2 separate regions of the Triticum aestivum genome follow, and region 1 is linked to region 2. A link is a contact called in public Hi-C data. All regions are on one chromosome and are shown on one strand. Each heading gives the region's core, a stretch centred on a gene start, on an enhancer-like site or on the middle of the called end of the contact. The rest is flanking DNA. Distances are from core to core; before and after follow the strand shown. Region 1 holds the start of LOC123071957 (selenium-binding protein 1). Region 2 has its middle 100 kb from the start of LOC123071956.

Region 1 (6,781 bases), core at 4,026-6,525, 270 kb before region 2:
CATCGCACCAGAGTTTGCCGGGCTGGTGCAGCGGCTGGGGAGCACGCTGCTCGGGCTTCTGTCGGAGGCGCTGGGCCTCCCGCGAGGGCACCTGGAGAAGGACGCCGCGTGCCTAGAGGGGCTGAGCCTCGCCTGCCATTACTACCCGGCGTGCCCGGAGCCGCACCTCACGCTGGGCACCACCAAGCACTCCGATCCCAGCTTCCTCACCGTGCTCCTCCAGGACGCCGTCGGCGGCCTCCAGGTGCTCGTCGACGACGACGGCAAGCAGAACCCGGCGTGGGTGGATGTGCCGGCAGTGGCGGGGGCGCTGGTGGTGAACGTGGGCGACTACCTGCAGCTCCTGTCCAACGACAGGTTCAAGAGCGTGGAGCACCGCGTGGTGGCAAAGAGCGCGGGGCCGAGGGTGTCGGTGGCCTGCTTCTTCCGGGCGGACGGGTCGACGAGGGTGCTGGCGCCGATCGTCGCCGACGGCGCCGCCGCGCGGTACAGGAACACGACGGTGGACGAGATGGGCAGGCACTACAGGGCCAAGGGTCTCGACGGCGTCTCCGCACTCGAACACTTCAGGATCTAATGAATCTATTCTCACCCGAATGCATTTGCTGTGCTTATGGTCGGAATTCATGTTCGGGGTTGAATCATATGCTACTACTACATCTTAGCAACGCAAGAATAAGATGCAATCTTTGCACTCTTCCCAATGGCGATGTTAACTTACAGTTGAGGCTAGGAAAACATATACTACTAGTAACATGAACTGGAAATCACAGGCAGATATCTCCTACAAATTGAAGGGCAACATAACCAAATGGCAAGTTATTCACAATTTCATACGAGAGCTGGGACTGAAACTGATTTCAGGCGAGACAGACCGATGGCTGATGACTTTCTTCAGCATGTACAAACAGATAGAGATACATGATGATCTTGTACACTGAGTTACTGAGTGAGCTAACCATGCGTGGCCAATAATAATCTCATATCACTCTCCTCCGCCTCCGGAGATATGCCTATATCTTCAGGCTTGGCGTACCTCCCACAACATTCTGAACAGAGATTATGAGTTCGTCGTTGAGAAAGACAAAAACAATACATTTGATCAGATAAAATGGAATACTGAGGTGCTGGTGCAAATCAAACCTTGTGACTTTCTGGTCATTCACACTCTCGTCGTGAATCATCAGCGAAGCCGCATCGCCGTTCAAGGGGTCCTGAGGGGTTAGGCCACAGAAGAAGCTGAGGCAAAAACACCTGTAAATATATTTACAAGGTCTGCAGCAGCGAAAATGGGCTGCTTTAGTTGGTGAAAACTCAAATTCAGTCAGAGCAATCAACTGACATATGTAATTTTGGTTACAAGATCATGCATGCTGTTGGTTGCAAGAAAGACTATTTGATTTTGGTGAAATAGCATTATATCTCTGATTAATATAGGGCAATTGCATGCGTTACTTTGCTTCCAGCTCAATCATTCTCGATTAGAAAATTTCAAGCAGAAGATATAACAAGGCCTTCAACAGCATCAGAAATTTCAGAATCAGAGGCAACTCTTATTAGGGCCCAAAGCTCCCATGAAGCCAATGTCAGAGGTTCTATCAGGAACTTATTCCAATTGATACCACATCACATACAACACCGCAGGCGGGGAAGAGACCATTTTAATTACAGTGAGCTCAACACCATGGATCTCCAGCTGCCTGTGTCCTACACCCTTCCTCCTAGATCCATATGTCAGAGGTGCAGTCTCCACCAGGATATCTCATCTCATGGGCCAAGGAGGGACCTTCAGGCTCGGTCCCGAAATCAACAAAGAAGTTGGGGTTGACAGCCAGCCCTCCTTCCTCAGTGTCGACGTCGATCTGCAACATGTGAGATCCCTTCTTGAGAAGGTCAGGGCCGTAGAACTGCTCGTCCCACCGGCTGAAGAGAGAGTTGGTCACATACACCCTCTTGCCATCCAAGCTCAGCTGAATCATCTGCGGCCCACCTCTAAGCCGATGCCCCTGAATACAAGACAGATGTTATGTCAGAGTAATGTTGAGTGACTAGAAATAACTATGTTCCAAATATTGCAGTTTCATTGGATCATTCGGTTTAGTTGAGACAAATATAGCAGCATTGCAAGCCGGATGTGTTCCAGTAGGTACTTGAATCACTCATCAGTTGAACTATATGTAACCAGTATTGACTTGTAAAATCTGGTTATTTTTGTATAAAAGATACACAAGATATCCTGAAGAATGTAACTTATGTAGGAGTACGAAGCAATTAAGATTTAAGAGTACTGTAGAGTTTACCTTGACTTCAGGCACAGCATACTGCTCTTCTTTGTCATCGTCGGTCACATAGACAACATCACTGCCCTTTTGAAGAAGCCCACCTACAAACACTTGTCCAGCCAACACAGGCTTTGCAGGGTCCTCAATGTTGTACTGCCTGATATCCCCATGAAGCCAATTGACCAAGTAGAGATAACGGTCATCGAGAGAGATGACAAAGTCAGTTATCAATCCTGGCATTTCTGGCAGTATCCAGTTGCGCACCTTCAACGGTTTTATGGATATAGCTACCTACAAATACAGGCATATAGAAGTGTCAATAAGATGGAAAATGAACTTCACACTATGTAGAAAAGAAGTAGGCATTATTAGAACGTAGTTGCGGACAAACCTCATGGCTCCATGATCCATCTGCAGTTTTGAAGAATCTCACCATGTTGCTTGTTAAAGCACAGCCAACATAGCCAGTGTCCTTTGATGGATCATGTAAAAACCTCACCTGCAGAGAAGATAAGAAGAGGACTATGGTTATATGATATATGGGTGCATTATTAGACTCCTACTTGATAAGTTGATAGTTGATACACACCTCCAGCGGAAGAAGACCTGTGCTCCCTAGATCCAGTGTCTGCTTGAGCTCACCACCAGGCCAGTCATACACATGCAGGTGCCTTCCATAGAGACCATCCTGGACATGCTGGAGATCAAAACCTGTCCTGAAAGCTGCCGGGGCTCCCCATGAAGAGCTGATCATCGTCTTGTGACGAGGCTGGTACCAGAAATCATAGCCAAACAAGGGGCTGTGACCTGGCTTTTCCCAACTACAAGTAGCAAATAGTTAAATCAGTACAGTTGGAGCCACTAAAAGCTGTCTATTTCGGAAAAATAAGGCATCAATAATAGGAATACTAAAGTTTTTCAAAGCTGAAATATTACTGAAGATTTTGTAAGATGTAAATAAGCATGGGGTGGTTGGATGATTCTGATATGCTGAGATGGTTTCATGATGAAGTGATAATATGCTACAGTATGCATTTTGAAATATGTTATGTTTCCAAGTCATTGGTACCCAAATTGTGGGCAAAAATCTTACCGTCCTTTGACGTTAAATTCTGAATCCAGCAAGAGAAAGCCATTGCCAGCAGCATTTCCCTCCTTGTCTCCCAGACAAGAAATCATTATGTCACCGGTTGCAAGGCAATGGGATGTGTGAGGGAACCCAAGCCCGGTCTTCTCAGCAATGTCCTCAGCCTGGACAACCTTGTGCAGAGCAGGCGCCCTCGGATTCTTCGCAGTGTCGACCACATACAAACGGCCAGACCTGTGAACAGCCACCAAAGCAGCATTACAGACTCAGCTAAAATTCAACCGTTCATCCATTTGATCGCCGTCGCTCCATAAATACTCACAGCAACGAAGGAAGAATCAAGAAGCGCCGGCTCGTGGATGGATCGCCGTGGCAGGAGCTGCAGGCGTTCCAGCCAGAGTGATGCAGCTCGTCGCCGATGTGGGTCGCCTGGAGCCTGTGGATCACCTGGGAGTAGGTCGCTGAATTTGGGTCGACGTCCACCGTGGCCAGGTAATCCGGCTTGTCGATTCCAGTACCTGCAAAATTCAGTACAATCAGGCAATCAGCAAAACTTCACACAATCAGGCAATCAACCTGTACAAAGGCACACCGGCACATCTCTTCTCATGTTCACATGGTTTGTTCTGCCTTCAGAAACTGCCATGAAGAGAGGCCATGTGAAGCTCAGAGACAGACAGGGACTGAACTAGACGGTTCTGAATGATCCACGACACAGCCTACTTGGACTCTTGTGTAACAGCAAATGGCAGTCTCTGCCATGGAGGGCACATGCATGCTGCGTGCATATGTACAGTACATATCAGAATTAAGACTGTCTATATGGCTACCCATTACATTAAGTTCGACGGGCTAAAAATACTCCAGCCCAGTATCTACACCAAAGCACGAAAAATTGCACATCTCTGACGAAAAAAGATGCCATATTGCGGAGTAATTGGAGATCTGAGCCAAGGCTCTTTTTTTCTTAGCGTGGACCAAGGCTTATTATTAGGAAGTTAGAATAGCAAAGCATATGCCAATATTCTTGCTGTCCTCGTTTAGTCATTTTTGACACCCATGTTAGGAATTTAATATGTTTACTCATTTGATTCAAATATTAGGATTTAATCCTGGAAGTCTCGCTTTCTCAATTAGGAGTAATATGGAATCTGAGTATATTAGAAAGAGACTTCCAGGATTAAATTAAGTGGCATGTCCATCTCAGATTCTCAGTCCAGTCCTGGTTAAGTTAAGCCCGTGCAAGCTCCTGTTGCTGCTGCTGTTGTTGTACTACTCTACGTCTCGATACTTAATTATAAAAAATTGTAACTGAATCCTAATTGCTCGCCGAGATCTAGGCGCAAACCGCACTGCGGGTGTCAGCGGTGTGCGCGTGCGTTGGCCGTGCGTATGAGTAGCCTTTTTTCCGGGGTTGGAACTTGGAACTTGGAAGAGGAGGGTCGGGCGGAAGGAAGGATTAGTACCATTGTAGACGCAGGTGACGTAGAGGAGCCCCTCCCGCGGGCCCTTCTCCATGGCCTCCCTGGGCGTGGCGTACCCGGGCCCCTTCGCCGCGCAGCACCTCGCCCCGGCGCCGTTCGCCTTCGCCGCCACCGGCACCGCTGCGTCGACCACCGCTGCGGCCATCTGCGATCTCAGGACGCCCGAAATAATTAACCCTCTGCCGGTAGGAAAACGCGGCCGCCGGAGAGCAGCTGACGGAGGAGAGAGCCGAGCTCAGTGCTGACTCACCGGAGCGTAGGAGGAGGTAGTTGGTTTTTCTTCTGTTGTGCGAGAGGAACAGAGGAGAGAAGAGATACGGTGGTGGTGGGACTGCCCGCCCGGGAGACGGGGGTAATTATAGAGGGGAGGCTAACTTAGGCCGCCACGTGCGCGGAGGGGATGCCGCGAGACGCGCCTCGCGATGCGTGCGGGTGGCTATAGGGGAAAAGGGAGGCGTGGCGAGTGAACCTGGGCCCGGGGCGTGGGCAAGGCGTCGTCGTATCTGGACTATAAGGGCATCTCCAACAGTTGTAAGATAGGTGTTGATAAATTTATCATCTAGGACATAGTGATGATGTGGCATGCATTGAATGTGGAGAGAGAGCAAAGTTGTATGTAGATTAACCAACAACTTTTGCACAAGCTTCAAGGTGAAATAGAAAGAAATCACATTTATTTTCTCATCATCGATTGGATAGTTTACATACAACCCATTGGGATGGTTGTATGATAACTTATTGGTTGATGACATGAACATTTTACGAACAGGACTAACATACAACCTATTGAAGATGCCCTAATGCGGCTGCCTGCGTGGCGGGCGGGATCGATCCGTCCACGAACTGGGGTTGGAGAAAGCTTGGACCCTGGCACGGTGGATGGATGGCGACGCAGCGAGCGGTCCGTGGCGGTGGCTCGGCGCGTCTCCGTCCGCGGCCTCGCGGTCGCAGCCGTGAGCCGTCCGTCTTGGCCTGAGCGCGTACGTAGGCGCGCACGCACGCCACCGGCTCACGCCAAACGGACCGTCCCGTCATCCCGTGTGTGTCTGCGTGTGCAACGGACGCTGCAGCTTTGCATTTTTCGTAGCAGGAAATTGGCACTTTAATTCGTAAAATACTATACTTCCCTAAAAAAAATCGTATTACTACTCATTTTTGGAATGAATTTGTAATATTACCTTCGTCCCAAAAAGTTTTATCTAGATACATATGTATCTAACACTGAAACATGTCTAGTCACATCCGTATCTAGATAAATCAAAGTCAAGCTTTTTGAGACGAATGAAGTGCTTGTGCTCTATAATTTTAGTTTGTGCTCCCTCCGTCCCAAGTTATATTTGTATTTAAATAAATCAAAGATAACGGATGTAACGGAGTATATCTCTATGCATGCATGGTCGGCCATTTCACATTTTCTAAAATGTGCATCCAATGACATTTTGCTTATACAAAAATATGAGATGGTCTTGTATCTGCCCGGACAACCTGGACTCCTGGAGGGTCCGGTTGAAGATGGTTTTACAGCAACAGAGCTCTTCGTGCCATGCGTTTTAGCAACCCCGAGCTTTGCGGCTAGTCCACGAACGCCACGCTCGGCTCTACCAACCGAGGGATGGCTAAGCTGGCCAGCGGCTCGATCGTTACGTGCTCTGCTCTACCACTTCTGATCTCTTGTGGCACTTTGCGATTTTGCCTCTGAGTCACCGATGCATATCCCAGGCCTCAATGCATATCCCAGGGCGTGGCCTGATAAGGATGCATGCCCTAAAACACGTCAGCCAATAACACACGACGGAAAACTCCAAACTCACACGATCAAGCAACCAGCAAGCGCCCAAATCTGGTGCTATCAGTTTTAAGCTATCTGTCCGGATGGCACGGATCTGCTAGGCTGCTAGCTAGTTGCCCATGAACAAGGACTTTACGTG
Region 2 (7,141 bases), core at 282-2,781:
ACACCTGCACGTTGCGTGGGCGGCCGGAAGCAGATCTATCCCCCTTAATACAAGAGCAGGCTTACGGTCCAATCCGGGGGGCGCCGCTCAGTCGCTGACGTCACGAAGGCTTCGGCTGATACCACGACGTCGAGTGCCCATAACGGTTCCCGCGTAGTTGGTTAGTGCATATAGGCTAGTGGCCAGACTCAGATAAAATACCAAGATCTCGTTAAGCGTGTTATTATGAAGTAACCGCGAACGCCGCCCAGGGCCAGGACCACCTCTTGCCTAGGTGGTCTCAACCTGGCCTGTCGCTTCGCCACAAAGTAACAGTCAGGAGCCGTCGGGAACCCAGGCCCACCTCTACCGTGATGGAGCCACCTGTCCTTCCAGCCCCCATATCTGAATCACTTGCGGGTACTCAACGAGCCGACCCGACTTTAGTCACCATCAGTATAGTATGTATATATGTATAGTATATGCCCGTCATCACCTCCCGAGTGATCACGGCCCGATAGTATAGCAAGGCAGACTGACAAGAATGTAGGGTCAACGATGATAAACTAGCATCCTATACTAAGCATTTAGGATTGCGGGTAAGGTATCAAGGATTGTATCAACAATGACAGACTATGCAACATAATAGGAGTAACTGAACAGTAACATGCTACACTACTCTAATGCAAGCAGTAGAGATAAGAATAGGCAATATCTGGTGATCAGGGGGGCTCGCCTGGTTGCTTTGGCAAGAAGGAGGGGTCGTCAACTCCGTAGTCGAACTAGGGTCGCCGGCAGTCCCGGGTTCTACCGGAAAGAAGTAACGGAGGGGGAACACAATAAATAACAAAGCAATCAAAGCATCAGAAAGCATAACATGGCAATACGCGGTGCTAGGTGTGCCCTAACGCGGTAGTAGGTGATACCGGCGAAAGGGGGAAACATCCGGGAAAGTATCCCCGGTGTTTCGCGTTTTCGGACAGGTGAACCAGAGGTGAAATATTGCAGGTTCAATATGCTAGGGATGTGTGGTGGACGAACGGGCTGCTTATTCGGATTCGTCTCGTTGTTTTGAGCAACTTTCATGCAGAAAACATTTTCATCTGAGCTACGATTTATTTTCTATGTTTTTCTAAAGTTTTAATCATTTTCTAATTTATTATTATTAAATTAATTCGAAATTAGTATTATTGCATCAGCATAACGTCACCATGATGTCAGCAGTCAACACAGGTGTTGACTGGTCAAACTGACGTGAGGGCCCCGCCTGTCATTGACTGATTAACTAACTATCAGGTAATATTTACCTAATTTTTTTTATATATTATATATTATATATTATATATATATATATATATATATTATATATATATATATATATATATATAATAATAATAAAGAGAATCGGGTTTCTGCCGTACGTCGTCGCGCACGATTTTGCATTAAAACCCCTCGGTTTACATTAAATTAATCCGCAATCACTGTTTTAGTAAGTGTGTATATAACGTTACATTTTGTAGAAAACCCCCTGTATTCATTAGATTTGCATCCGCTGTCCTCGTAGTCTTATCCAGTTCTCTGGCAATGGCGATGGCGATGGCGATGGAGACGGCGACGGGTTTCTCTGGCGATGGAGACGGCGACGGGTTGAGGGCTACGGGGACGCCGCGGCGAGGAGGGGCAGGTGCTGCGGAGACGGCGCGGTGAGGTGGGGCAGTGGCGGTTGTGCGGCGAGGCAGGGCAGGTGCTGCAGAGACGGTGCATGGCGAGGCGCGACAGTGGCGTCGCGGGCGAGCATGGAGGACGCCGGAGCAGAGGACGACAGCTCCTGCCGTCGCTTCTGTCCGCGCACGCCCGCGTGCTCGCCTCCGTCCGCGCCCGCGCCGGAGCGCTGCTTTCTACGCGCGCTCGCGTGCTCGCCTCCGTCCGCGCCCTTCAGCTCGCCTCTGCCCGCCACGCCCTTCAGCTCGCCTCCGTCCGCGTCCTGCCGCGTCCCAACCGCGCCGGGAGACCGCCTCTACCTGCCGTGCTTGCCTTTGCTCACGCCCTGCCGGACGGAAAGAGAAGGGAGAGGTGAGGTGCGGCGGTGTCCTGCTGCTGCTCGCTGGTGGCTTTCCGGCCATAGGCGCGAGGTGGGGGCTCTGTCCGGCGGTTTCCCATGACATCTACTACCGGAAGGCCAAGGAGGAGGGGTGGAGGGCTCGCAGCGCCTTCAAGCTCATGCAGATCGACCAGGAGTTCAACATCTTCCACGGTCTCGTCTCAACCCAATCAGCTCGCTCGCCTTCCTGCCACTTTGCTTCCATTGGTGTGCAGCATCAAATTAACCACATGCTGCTTTCGTTTTGTTGTTCATGCGTGCAGGAGTGAAGCGTGCCGTTGACCTGTGCGCTGCTCCTGGGAGCTGGAGCCAGGTATTCACATGCTCGGTTTCCCCCATCCATGCTTGCATCCCTTTGATCAATTGCTTATCTCAATCGCAATTGCAGATTTTGAGCCGCAATTTCTTTGTATCTACCGGCAAAGCTATCATCTGACGACAAGTGAGTAGCAACGTCAGTGCAAACATCTTATGTTCTAACATAATTTCATTCTTTATATCTGATTGTTTCTGTGCTCTGCTTATACCAGACATGGTGGCCGGAATTGATCTGCAACCGATGGCTCCGATAGAAGGTGTTATACAAGTGCAGGGCGACATCACCAATGCTCGGGTAGGGGAAGTGGTGAGATGGATAGATCAACTCATAGACCAATGCTCGGGCAGGGCGACATCACCAATACTTTTGCTTGTATTGCTGTAACAGATGTACATATGCTGCCAGGTTATCAGGGACTTTGATGGATGTAAAGCAGACTTGGTTGTGTGTGATGCTGCCCTGATGGTAAGCTTGCATTGCTAGACAAGTGGTCCATAACCATCTTACATGTGTTTATGGTACTTCTGTTTCTTACTTTGCTTTGGATGATTGCAGTTACTGGACTTCATGATATGGACGAGTTTGTTCAGTCTTCAGTCCTAGCTTATATTGGCAGTTGGTATAATTTTCTCTGTCTCTGCATGTCAATTTAGATCAGATATACTTTCTGGAAGTAATTTGCAGTATCCATAAGATGCGGTGTCCAAAAATAATGCTACCTTAACCCTGAAGTTTATGTTTAGCATTCTGCCTTAAAATGTTCACTTTCGGTGCAATAGCTTCTTTGTATTTTTTATATTGAACATTGGACCATTTTTACTCAACCTTTGGATAATTTGTTGCTGATTATGTTGTAGAACAACCTGGTGTAACTATGGTTTCACTAACTTGTCATATTTTCCACTATTATCCTTCCTGCTTCCATCTACCTTGTTGCCCCATCTCCCCTCTACCAAATCCCAGCCTCATGGTGGATTCATCTACATGTAGTTAATATCCTAGCGCTAAACCACCCAGCTGCACATGACTTGTTATGGACCATTTGTTATTCTTCAGGAATCCATACCTCCAGCAGTGCTCCTGGAGACCATCCACCCGAAGTTCATCTCTCTACCACTCGCTTTGTTCAGTACTTTTAAATACTCTTATCATGTTCTTTTCAGCGGTTAGAGCCCACAACTAAGATATGTTTGCTTCACACTAATGTTTGTAATCCGCCTATATGGTTCCTTATTTTATCATGTCCACGTTTATAATTCTCTGGTGCAGCAAAGCTGACCGATATTAGATGTTAACCTTTTTTTGAGCCAAAGCTTCCAGTATTGTACTAATTATATGTGCTCTTTGGTGCAGCGCTCACTGAACATATTGATATGTAAGTCAATTTAACAAATAACTCTTTGCTTTTTCGTGGTGGCGCAAATACATCAAATTTATCATCACCTAGAACCGAACATTGGATTCTTTTTGCCTGCATGTCAACACTACCGCAAATGACGATGATACTGCATAGTTATCCAGTTAGTTTTGTGAGAACTAATATGATAACTACTGGAACTAATAGGATAAACTATAGTAGTACTGTTGCATTGGAATACATGATTCTCTGGTTGGTACTAGGCATGATGCTTGCATTCAATATCTAGAATCCTGCACCACAAACCATATGTTTGTGATCCCTACATATGGTGTTCCAGTGGTGAAACCTGGAGCATATACTATATGCACATATATTTTTGTTATACATCAGGCATACATTGGATGGGCGAGCCGTACAAATAAGAGTCAATCTGATTATGGTTTAGTTACATATACTTTTTGTTTTCTTTTGGTGTGTAGTCATCTCTTATAGTGACCACACATTAGTACATATAAATTCAATTTTATGATCACGGTTAAAATGAACAAGGTTCCTGCTCTATGGTATTTATGGTTTGTGATATGTAACAGTGAGCTGCACTATTTTTTTTCATCCTATTAGCAAAGCATCATTTTTGTTTTCGAGAAGATTTGATGATAGTGCAACTTATAAACTTACTCCAGAATGGACCGATGTTAATAATTCTTTTGTTAGATATTGGTCAATAGATTTCATGATTTAACTCCCTTGATATTTTAAGTTGCTTCAGTTTGGGCTGCATACAGTACAAGCTTCACTGTATATTCAGATGTACAGGATGGGAGACGTGCATATCATGCTGGTTTTCTACTCTACAATTTTGCGCAGCCATGGTGTCAATTTTGAACTGGCATTAGACTGGACTGTAAGATGTTTTAATGCATGTGAACATGGCCTAATTTATTAATAAAAAGAACTATATATGGTACTACTGTATGTGAAATGCATATGTTTGCTGGATAATTGTTATTATTTTTAAAGATAGTTCTACTCCCTCCTTTCCTGTTTATAGGGCTTATCTCAAAATTTTAGTTTTTCCATTTTATAAGGCTCAATTTGGTTGTTCCCCATCACATGTTCAGATTTCAAGGTGCATTAAATCATTGCATGCAAGTATTAAGAGAAAATTGACCAATGCATGTACTTTATGCATGCATGCATTGCAATTAATGCATTGGTAAGCATAATGTTTTAAGGAAAACAAGAACATTAATTGTGTGCTTTTGCAAACTACAAAAAATATTCCACCACTCACCATCTATCTTGGTTGGTGAGATTTTTGAATTGAGCCCTATAAACCGGAAAGGAGGGAGTATTGGCCTTGCTGGACAAGGAAATTTCCCCCTTTATTTTGTTTTTATATCAAACATATCGTGTTTATGTTTTTATGATGATCACATTGTAGTTCCCTTGTGATTCTGATCACAAGTGATAATCTATAATCCAGCATGTTTGCCAGAAAAGAGGATTAAAAGATAAAAAGCATATGTTTCTGAAGTTTACACCTGTTTTGCAAGGCCCCCATATGAATACATTACCAATGGAGTACTATTATTGTCCATGATTTTTTTATTACAATATGTTTGCTCTTTGAGGAGCTTGAAAAAGAATATATCTCAAGCGCATTGTATGAGTCTTTAGAAGAAAACACATACAAGGCTTCAAGAGGAAGGAAAAACAGAACAAGCTAGGAAAGACTTTGTTGAGGGTGTAGAACTGATTTTTCTCTACTGTTCTACGGTCTCCCCTTTTATAGTTTGTTCTGCACATGTACCTTGCACTGGGTATATATCATGATGATATTTTTCCATTATATATTTTTTTCGATGGAACAACTAGCTAGAAGAAACGGCCTGCCATATTCCCGTTTGAGTCTTGTGTGAAAGCCTATATTATATACTATTTGTCCATATTATAATTAGCTAGGAAACGGCCTATCATGCTTCCATTTGATTCTTGATTGCAAGGCCATATTATGAAATGATATAAGCATGTCAGATTCAAGGAAGTTGCTGGTCTGATTTCACGTTATACTATTTGTCCTTCCCGAAGTACTAGCAAAAGAAAATAATGCATTTTCCTCTAATTAATCATTTTATTTTTGATTGTACAGTGAATATGTATGAGGTTACCATATACTATTTCATAGTATGATCACTGTGGTTGCCATTTTGTATCTTTGTTTAGCATTGCACCGTAGTTGCTTGATTAACTTGCAAAATCACAATATTTACCTATCTTTGTACTAGGAATGTTTGTCTTTTACCCTTCTATAGTAAGAAGGGATAGAGAATGGTTGGACTTCTAAAATTTCAATACACGGATATCTTATTACGTGTAATAACATAAACCATTAGATAATTATATTTAACTATGTTGTCCATGTATGCTGCTTTTATTGCGTAATTTGTTTTCCTGCTCCCGTAGCAACGCACGGGCATTGTCCTAAAAGCTGTAAAATATTACCCATCAATGCCATAAGTGATAAAAAACGTTTTGCACCCGCCTGGGCCGGCCCAAGCATAGGGACCCACTATACTGCGCTCTGCGTGCTGGGGAAGACACAGAGATCCCATTTTGGCCGGCCCATCTGCGGGCGCCTGTTTTTTTAGTTCCGTTTCTTATTTTATTTTTCTGTTCTGTTTTTGTTTTGTTCTACTTTAAATAATTTGGAATATAAAAAAATAGAAATATAAAAAACTGATAATTTCGAAATAAAATGTTCAAAAAAAATAAATGTTTTGAATTCAAAAAATGCTCAGAATTCTTCTAAAATTGTTTGCAATTTTAAAAAAGTTCGTAAAACTAAAAAACGTCCATGATTTTGAAAAAAATGCGTGTATTAAAAATTATTAATGAAATTGAACAAAATTTATGCTAATTCAAAAAAAGTTCATGCATTTTAACAAATGTCCTAAAATTTAAAAATCAGTTAATGAGTTACAAAAGGGTTTATTGATTCATAAAATGTTTACTGATTCAGAAAATGTTCGTGCATTTGAAAAAAAATCCACCAATTTCGAGAAAAATGTTCGTCTATTCTAAAATTGTTCGCCAATTCAAAAGAAAAATCATAAAAACCGTTCCCAATAAAAAAAAGTTCACAATTTTTAAAAAGTGTTTGTAATGAGTAAAAAATGTTCACAAACTTGTAAAAATGTTCCAATTGAAATGATCTGAAGGACGAAGGTTTGTAGTTAAATAGTGATGTTTCTGAGTCTTTGTGTCTATATACCCGTGTGAATTTTGAAGAATTAACTGCCGGGTTGGATCGAAAGATTATAGTACTTTTTTAAAAAACATTTCTTGAAATTCAGAATAATTCTTTTAATTACTAAGTTTT

Evidence for each region. A called contact is a pair of places that touch in the nucleus more often than the background predicts.
Region 1: a contact with region 2 is called in a Hi-C map of leaf, with 8 times the contacts expected there. The contact joins the promoter of LOC123071957 here to the enhancer-like site in region 2. A contact is called at or near these places in 2 of 5 Hi-C or Micro-C datasets (both in leaf).

Annotation. Positions count from the first base shown.
Region 1 is chr3B:714,967,306-714,974,086 of IWGSC CS RefSeq v2.1, reverse strand. LOC123071957 (selenium-binding protein 1) reads right to left here and starts at 5,275. Exons shown (of 8, transcript XM_044495537.1): 1 at 5,104-5,275; 2 at 4,836-4,998; 3 at 3,692-3,887; 4 at 3,376-3,603; 5 at 2,872-3,103; 6 at 2,674-2,781; 7 at 2,301-2,573; 8 at 1,533-2,006. The coding sequence starts at 4,998. The coding sequence ends at 1,722. It overlaps LOC123071959 (1-aminocyclopropane-1-carboxylate oxidase homolog 1), which reads left to right. Exons shown (of 1, transcript XM_044495538.1): 1 at 1-704. The coding sequence ends at 577.
Region 2 is chr3B:714,697,566-714,704,706 of IWGSC CS RefSeq v2.1, reverse strand. It overlaps the pseudogene LOC123067746. Among protein-coding and RNA genes, the nearest start is that of LOC123071956, 100 kb to the right of the region's middle. Within about 2 kb of position 1,531, at least 7 of the 8 cell types and tissues checked have an H3K27ac peak or open chromatin away from gene starts, as enhancers often do. A contact at or near this core is called in leaf, where this site is marked.